2 separate regions of the Anser cygnoides genome follow, and region 2 is linked to region 1. A link is a contact called in public Hi-C data. All regions are on one chromosome and are shown on one strand. Each heading gives the region's core, a stretch centred on a gene start, on an enhancer-like site or on the middle of the called end of the contact. The rest is flanking DNA. Distances are from core to core; before and after follow the strand shown. Region 1 overlaps PRR5L (proline rich 5 like). Region 2 holds the start of COMMD9 (COMM domain containing 9).

Region 1 (4,103 bases), core at 584-3,083:
ATGTGCACTGCCTCACATTAGCTGACATATGTACCCCAGTAAGAGTGTTTGAAAGAGCTTGTGTATAGTACACACATCTTACCAAGCAAGCAGGTGCCACCAGAGAAGCTGTGATCCTCACACAAACCCAAGTACGGTGACACCACCTGCTTGACCAGTTCTTCCAGCTGTAGGTAGCCCTCACTAGGGCCAGTGGGCTCATGGACACTCTGAAATTCAAACACGAAAAGCCAATGTTACCCTTACATGACTTTGAGTAAGACTCACCGGGTCATTACAAAGCTGACAAACCAAGAGAACTGGGGCACAAAGAGGCATTCAGAGAAGCTGGTAGATGGCGATGTGGAAATAAGAGTTGTGGGACTGTTCCTAGCTGGGGAGACAAGGTACCAAGGAAAATGCAAACACAAAAGAGCAGAACCTGTCCCTCTCAGAAATATCCTTACCCATTTCCAGGAAAGTTCAGGGCATTAACTACTCAAATTTAGCTCTCATTTCTACGTTTACGATTCCGAAATAAGCACACAATTTCCCATTCATTACACCCTCTGCCTTCCCCATTCTCCATTCCAAGATTTGTTTCAGCAAGGTGAGGACAAGAATCGCTAGTGGAGTCAGATGAAGAAATCAAGAGGCTCCTCACCTGCAGAATTAACAGCATCTGGACAATGGAAGCTGGGAGCTTTGACTGGACCAGAGGAAGAATTTCTTCCAACTTCACTTTTAGCAACACCAAGTCTCTGAAGCCAAGAAGAGCAATCTGACGGATAGTCAACTCCTGACCCTGAAAAACACAGTACGCAAAAACCCAAGAGTTAGTAAAGGGCCATGGGAGCACCACACCAATACATACATGCACACAGACAGAAAGGGCCTATCCTGCCCATCGCTGCTGTGGTGAAGCACCTCAGCTGCTCGGTGTGAGGACTTTTGGCACTCTTTGGTAGCTTCCCACTCAGTCTCTGTCCCACATAAATTCTGAAAGGGGTAACACCTCATCTGAGGTTTGGAGTTGGAACTCCAACCACTAGGTTTGGAGTGAAGCCAAACAGGGACTTGTATTTCAGCAAAATGCTGCATATTCATGAAACCCAACTGACAGCAGATCTGGTCACAAACATCTGAAGACAGATGCAGCTGGTACATTGGACAACTGGAGCTGAGAAACCACAAAAGATTTGGCAAAGAAAGGTTGGTACAGAATATTCCTTAACCAAGCCTACCTCTGGTCTGTATTGGATCCTCTTTCTGTTCAACATCTGCACTTTAGACCTTGTTGATAAGACAAAAATCCAGAATGCAGTCCACTGCAGATGTTAGGATTTAGGCTAGAACAAAGCTAATTGGACTGCTTGTACCAACAAAATTTAAAAAAAATAAAATAAAAAATGGACAGATAATGAAAGCAACAGATTTAATTTCCACCACAAGATGTTCTGTGGCCTTTAGCATCAACAACACAAGTGAGCAGGGTTAACAGATGAAGACGTTGTAGTTTTTCTTAGCGCACTTAGACATTGTTGGACTCCATTGGTCATTCTGGTGTTTGTCTTTCCTTCTGTAAGGCTTAACGTACATATGATTTCCTCTTGTCCCACTTAACACAGAAATTTTCCTCCCAGCCCTGCCCAGCACTTTCCAGCCTGAAGAGTTTTCCTAGTTCTCTCCAGCCTGTTAATCTGTGCCCTGCACTCCTTTTTGGAGCCATTTTATAGTCTCCATAACACAACTATCGAGGCAAATATTTAGCTGGAAGGAATTAACACCAGTTAATCATTAATTCATAATGGGTTTAATGTCATAATTAACAGCATCATCAATATGTAAATATGACCTAAAGCAAGTGGTCTGGCAGGCAGCTTGGCCACAGTAAAAGCACTTTGCTGTTTAAACCATCGCTGCATGTTTAAAATCATCAAGGTGTAGAAAGGACTGGTTCATCTCTCTGAACTGTATTTCAGCAGCTGCACACTTTATTTATATCAGGCAGTTTAGTCCCATTAAGTTCGTATCCCATTTCAAAATGCAAACATCTCGCTGTGCCAAACAAAACAAGACTTGCTATTCTTTTTCCACACCAGGTAGTTACATCAACAGCTGAAACTATATAAAAGTCAGTGACCTGTTTACATAGTTTCCCTCTGTACAGCAATTTAACCAACTTGGCTGCTTAAAGGTCATATTTCTGCAACAGCTCTGAGCCTCAGGTTTAAACTTAGCTGAGATAGGAAGTTACTTCTAGTTACTACCATTGGTAACAGACTCACAAGTTTGGCTGACTTACTTTCATTCTGAATGGAGAGTTGCTGGGATCACAGAAGACACAACAAAATGCTTACATTGGCATTGGCATTTACAACAAAGGAGTCACAGGTGATGGGGAACCAACAACGCAAAGGCTTCCTCAGCTACCAGAGTAGCTCATGGAGAACTGCAGCTTGGTGAAAGGGATTTGCTAGATGACCTCTTTTTAACATTTCCTGATGCACCAGATAAATAGGCACATACAGTTTCTTATTTGTAGGAAAAGGCCAACCTTGTTATCAGGGCACTGCTCTGGAATAAGAGCAATCATGATTCAGTTTCTCATGGCACCGGCAATTCCCTTTGTTGTAGCCTAAGGCAGCTTACTTTGAGTCAGATTCTTAGATGTATTTATTTAGGGTGTTTAAATCCATACATTTGTGTAGGACTTAGATGCTTGCAAAGCTTTAAATATGTGGTCTGTAACCTTTCAGTTCCTCATTTATAAAATAACAATACGTCCTTAACTTCACAGCTTCTATAAAATAGTTTGGACTCAGATTTTGTGACAACATAGATGCAGTAAGAAAGTTAAGATTTCAGAGAATCTCAGCATCCCATAGTCACGGTTTCATCACCACCACCACCAAGCTACTTCCAAAAGCTGCACCAACCGTGCAGTAGTTTTTGTTCAGATTCTCATTAGAGACATTTAATAGCACCGGAGGAGATTTTTCTGATAAGTGGAAGAATTAATAGCATCTGTAGACATTACGCACAGTTAGCTCAGCTGTTTCTACAGTGCACGGATAGCTGCAGTGCAGACAAACCCCTACATAAATAGATTAGGTCACTCTATGACTGAGAGTTAGTTGCAAAAGGAGAAAAAAATGGAGGATATTATAATTGTGCAGTCTGAGCTGCCAAACACCTACCTTTAAGCATCTGCAGCAAGGAAAGAATAAAAATAAACACAGTAAAAAGGTTAGTGTCTGTCTTTACAGAAGTCCTTTGCTCTTTTAGGAAATGCCAGCTTTAATAGGATTAGAGAAAAAGGGCAACCTCTGAGCTTTACATGCTGCCTTTCAAACAATACAAGGGGAAAATAATATTATAAACAAATAAAAAAAGACTCCAGAAAGCACATCTCATGGAACAGGCAGAAGTCAGGATGAGGCAGCTAGCATTTCTCAGAATGTCAGTCTACTCATGAAGTACGTTTTTGCTTCTCCTCTGATGGGACAGAAGATCAAAATAGACTGGGGAGGTATTCAGACTGCTTGTATGGAAACCCTGATCAAAACTACAGGAAAAACTGACACAGCTCAACAATTCCAATGGAATAATCAGCTGTAAAACATCCAGTGTAAATGGGTCTTACATAAAGTGTTCATTTGTCCTCTACCCAGAAGCTTACTTGCCCCTATATTAAAGATTTAAAAAAAAAAAAAAAAAAGAGGCTTTTCAAAAGGCACAACTTGGATATAAGCCCTCCAAAAGTAGTTTGGACAAGTCAGACACATTGGTTTCTGTTCTAGTATTCAGAGGAAGAAATCTGAATACAAGTTGTCAGTGTTGTCAGGTGCACGAAAAGAGCTCCAGAGATTTAAAAATGGAAGAACTTACAATTGCAAATGGTCCAGAGCTTCAGTCTAGACAAAGTACAGTCCAATAATTTCGGTATACAACCTTAGCTAAGAACAGAGAGTGAACAGACAAATGGGAATAAACTCAGCTCAGAAGGCCTGGCTGGTTTTAGCAGTCCTTCTCAGATAACCAATGTTGACTTGTGCAAACTCTGCTTCCTCCCAGATGTAGTTTAAAGGTTTTGAGGCCCGTATAGCCACCAGACAAACAGT
Region 2 (4,103 bases), core at 706-3,205, 60 kb after region 1:
ATTCCAGTTTCCTGGCTCTTAAATCCTGACCTCTAACCACTGCTACATTTTTTTCCTTTGTGATGCAATTGTTTAGATTGCTTACTTTGCAAACCTTAAATTTTGCAAACAAAAACCAGGAGCTCCTTCCCTTCACCTTCTGGTCTGTTCTAATGTGTAGCTTGCAGATACTGCTGTATTTGTGTAGGTGGGAAATGATAGCTGTGGCACCAGTGGAAGAAGGACCATCATCAAATCTTTCAGGTTCTTCCTCTTGGGAAGGAATAGACAATGTCACACAGTTCCTGTAATCTGATCCTGTGTAGCTAGTTTTCCTTTTCCGATCAGAGTAAGGAGCTATATAGTTCTACCACCTGGATAAGCAAATGGCATCCACAAGACTCACTGCCCACGTAGTCCTACCACCTAAATTCAGCAGCACATCGGTTCTCCCAGGAAGGCATCTCCATCAAGAAGACTCCATATGGCAGACCTTCAGCCTTCCATAATGTACTGCCTGCACTGGGTTAAACTTATTGGTAACACAGTGCTAGAGAAAGCAGCACAAGTATATTGCAGCTCTCTGAACTGGTCAATCATACTAAGTAATTTGAAGAGGCTACAGATGGTAAACTCATACCCCCAAAACTGTTCCCCCTGAGACTCATTTCCTGTTCCTCATGAAAAATGATAGAAAATAAAATACTTTCCCTTTAGATTCTTCTGCCCTTGAAGGTTTCCCAGCATGAGAAAGTAAAATAAGTTCCTCTGCGAGAGGAATCCCTTTTCTTTGACAAACCTGTGGAGCCCAATGCAAATGACATCCCATTAGCATTTCTTACCATGTATTATTCTGCCTACAGGAGAACAATGCAAACGAAAATGAAGATGTTTTGACAGAAAAGGTGATGAGAAAGCCCATAGATTACACAGATATCCTGGTGCCAGATGTGCTGTGAATTATACAAGACAAAACAGAGACAATTTCTCTCTCGGAAAGAGGATTTATTTGAATATCTTTTACAAAGCGTAAAACGTACACAGTTTACTAAGGTAATGGTCCATATCATTGCAGCAATGCCATGATAAATCTTTTGCCTCCAGTTCCCACTGGCTGAAAATAGAGTGTTTACTGCTAAACTCTGCATCCAACAAAGGGATTTGCACTGACAGTAAAAAATTGATTAAATCAGAGAGGGAGAAGCAGAATATTTAGGGCTTACTCTTACCCCAGCGATCTCACTGTTGACACAGGTCATGACTGCACTGTCAGGTACCTGAGGCTCTGATCTCAAGCCCAACTCATGCACCATTCACATGCTACACATCCTACCTTGCACATGCTCCAGAGCAGACTTTGGCCAAATGCTTGCAGGCACTCGAAGAACGGAGGCCGGTCCCCTCAGCGCAAGCTCTTGCTCCTTGGAGCTGCACGGCAGCGTGCCACAGGCGAGGTCTAGGCCTCCACAATGCCATCCTCCCACTGCTGTCCCAAGTCATTTCCTCTCTCAGCATGGAGCAACACCATGAGTTCAGAGTGCAAGCGGCCTGCAGTCAGCCAAGGAGATGGGCGTGAAGCTTGCTGGCACCTCTCGGTGTCACCCCTACCCTTGTGGTAAGGGAGTTTACGCTGCTACACATGGCTTAAGCTCTGTGTCTGGTTTCACTCTTCATTGCACTGAATGGTGAAACAAAGTATCACTTCATGTATTTCAAAAAGGGCACTGTAGTTGCGTGCGTCTGTAAAATTTTACACAGGATGCATGCTAATTCGGTGCAAAACATTATCCTGCATTTTAGCTCCAATAATTGTCGCAGCAGCTTGTTTTACGGACGTGGAGCTGAGGCTTAAATATTTCACAGCTTTCACTTTTAGCCTGGGTGCGTCAAAGCACGCAAGAAACCCCAGGAAAAGCACAGCCCCTGCACTTGTTACTGCGGGTTTCTGGCCCCGGCGGCCGGACTACAGCGCCCGGCGTGCCCGGGCCCCGCACCGCCCCGCACCGCCCCAACAAGATGGCGGCGGGGCGGGAGGGGAGGCGCGGCGCCCGCCCCCGCCGAGGGCGCCAAGATGGCGGCGCTGCGCGAGGGGGAGTTCGCCGCCCTGCAGAGCCTGCTGAAGGTGAGCGGGCCGCGGGGCCGCCGCGCTGCCGCTGCCGCTGGGGGAGGCGGCGCCCAGCCCGGCGGCGGGGGCCGCTTCCTGCCGGGCCGCGGCTGAGCGCGTCCCGCTTTGCTCCCCGGCAGGCGCCGTCGAAGGAGGCCGTGCGGCAGCTGTGCCAGGAGTGCTTCTCCAGCCCGCCCGCCGGCCTCGGCCCGCTGGCGCAGCGCGCCTGCCCCGCCATCGCCGCCGGCCCCGAGGAGGCCGCGCAGGTAGGAGCCCCTAGCGAGAGGCGCTGGGTGAAGGCGATCCTCCGCCCGGGGTCCGGCGGTAAAGGGATGCGGAGGGGGCGTGCGTGAGGGGCGGGGGGCTCCTCGTGGGACGGGAGAGCAGTGGGGCTCCCGACCTGCAAACGGCTCTGGTTCCTGCCCTCTGTCGGGGCATGCAGTGCCCCAGCTGCACAGGTATCCTCGCAGGAGCTGTGTCTTGTCAGGGCACTGAGTCCCGTCCCATGCCGTACGCGATGCTTTTCAGCCCTGCGGAGTCCTTTTCCCATCTTCCTTTCCTACAGCTGGTGTCCGCCTTGCACAGCCTCACCAGGCACGTCGTGTACCGCGGCTTGACAAGGGCAGAAGACATCCTCGCTCTCTTTCCAGAAAACTTTCACCAAAACCTGAAAAACCTTTTAACTAAGATAATCTTGGAGAATATGTGAGTGTTACCCACCTGCCATCTGCTTTCGGTTGGAAAGTTAAAGTGTGTTTGTGTGGTTTGGTACGTGGGTAGTTGGCAGCATTCAGAGTTTTGGTTCTGGCAGTCTTGTGTATGCTGCGGGCTTAATCACACCGCCCGGGATGAGCCGAGCTGAACGAAGTACATCACCTGCATGGAATGGCAAACAGTGCTGCAGTGTGCACGGAGGGCTTTCCCAAGGCTTTTGGAATGGGTGTGGACCTAATTCACATAACGTAAAACCACGTTTGTCTTAACAAAAAGGGACAGGGCAGCCCTGGCTATGTGTACAGACTTGGGGACGGGAGGCTGGAGAGCAGCCCTGCAGATCTGGGGGCTCTGCTGACTGCTGGAGCCCTGGTTACGGGAGCGTTCCTATCAGAGACAAACCACCCTGAATGCTTTTGCTACCTTTATTTTTTATTTTTTTTAAAGTGTTGCTGATACCATTTTTTTTCTTCTTTTCACAGCTCTGCTTGGAGGAATGAGGCACAAGCAAGTCAGAGTAAGTAGTATCTCACATCCGGATGTAATTAATGCTCCTGAGATCATTTGAGAGAGCTTGGAGTTTAGAATAGAGCATCGCAGCATGTTTCAGTGCAGCGTAGCACAAAAGATACCGCTGTTTGCCTTAGATGAAGCTGTATGCTTGGAGCATCATAGAGCTTAGGAGAGGCCAGTAAGTTTGTATTCAGTTCTGTGCTACTGTGCTAAATTGTTTCCAGTCCTCAAGCAATTTCATTTAATGCTCAATCTGTTGCTACATTGCAGAATGCAGTGTGGACATGGCAACTCTTTGCCAAACTTCTGAATATGAAGCACTCTAACCTCCCCATTCAGGTCTTTAAATGATGTCCATAGTTAACAACTATGAGCTGCAAAGCATACGTACATATTGGGGAATGCCTTATCTGTGCACATTTAGTCACTTCTGTGCATTCTTTCTCTTCCGCACATCTCTCCAGATGTGGCACGTACTCATAACTTGCTTTTTCCTCACCTTTCTGAAGCGTGATGTAGTTAAGCAGTGCAAATGTTATCAGTAGCATCAGCCAGTGAGTTACATTCTGGTTAAGTGTTCCACACAGCTATACTGGTTTGTTTTTTCCCTTAAGAGTTTTTCTTTTAAGCTGTAGCACTTAGAAATGAGAGCTGATTCATAATAAGAATACTCTGAGGTCTGCATAGATCCTCTTGCCTTTCTCTTAGCCTGCAGAGAAGATAATGTCCAAGAAGTAAACAGTATAGCAAGACCCGGAAAACCACTGTCCCTCAAAAATCTTAATAGCATAAA

What was found. A called contact is a pair of places that touch in the nucleus more often than the background predicts.
Region 2: a Hi-C map of liver shows a contact between it and region 1, with 2.3 times the contacts expected there. The contact joins the promoter of COMMD9 here to the enhancer-like site in region 1. A contact is called at or near these places in 3 of 7 Hi-C or Micro-C datasets (granulosa cells and liver).

What each region holds. Positions count from the first base shown.
Region 1 is chr5:16,796,063-16,800,165 of Taihu_goose_T2T_genome, forward strand. PRR5L (proline rich 5 like) reads right to left here. Exons shown (of 17, transcript XM_066997100.1): 15 at 644-784; 16 at 83-209. Among named protein-coding and RNA genes, the nearest start is that of TRAF6, 41 kb to the left of the region's middle. Within about 2 kb of position 1,834, at least 1 of the 3 cell types and tissues checked has open chromatin away from gene starts, as enhancers often do. A contact at or near this core is called in liver, where this site is marked.
Region 2 is chr5:16,855,651-16,859,753 of Taihu_goose_T2T_genome, forward strand. COMMD9 (COMM domain containing 9) reads left to right here and starts at 1,956. Exons shown (of 6, transcript XM_048045834.2): 1 at 1,956-2,101; 2 at 2,224-2,349; 3 at 2,649-2,788; 4 at 3,280-3,314. The coding sequence starts at 2,051. The region is part of intron 3 of PRR5L (proline rich 5 like); the gene reads right to left.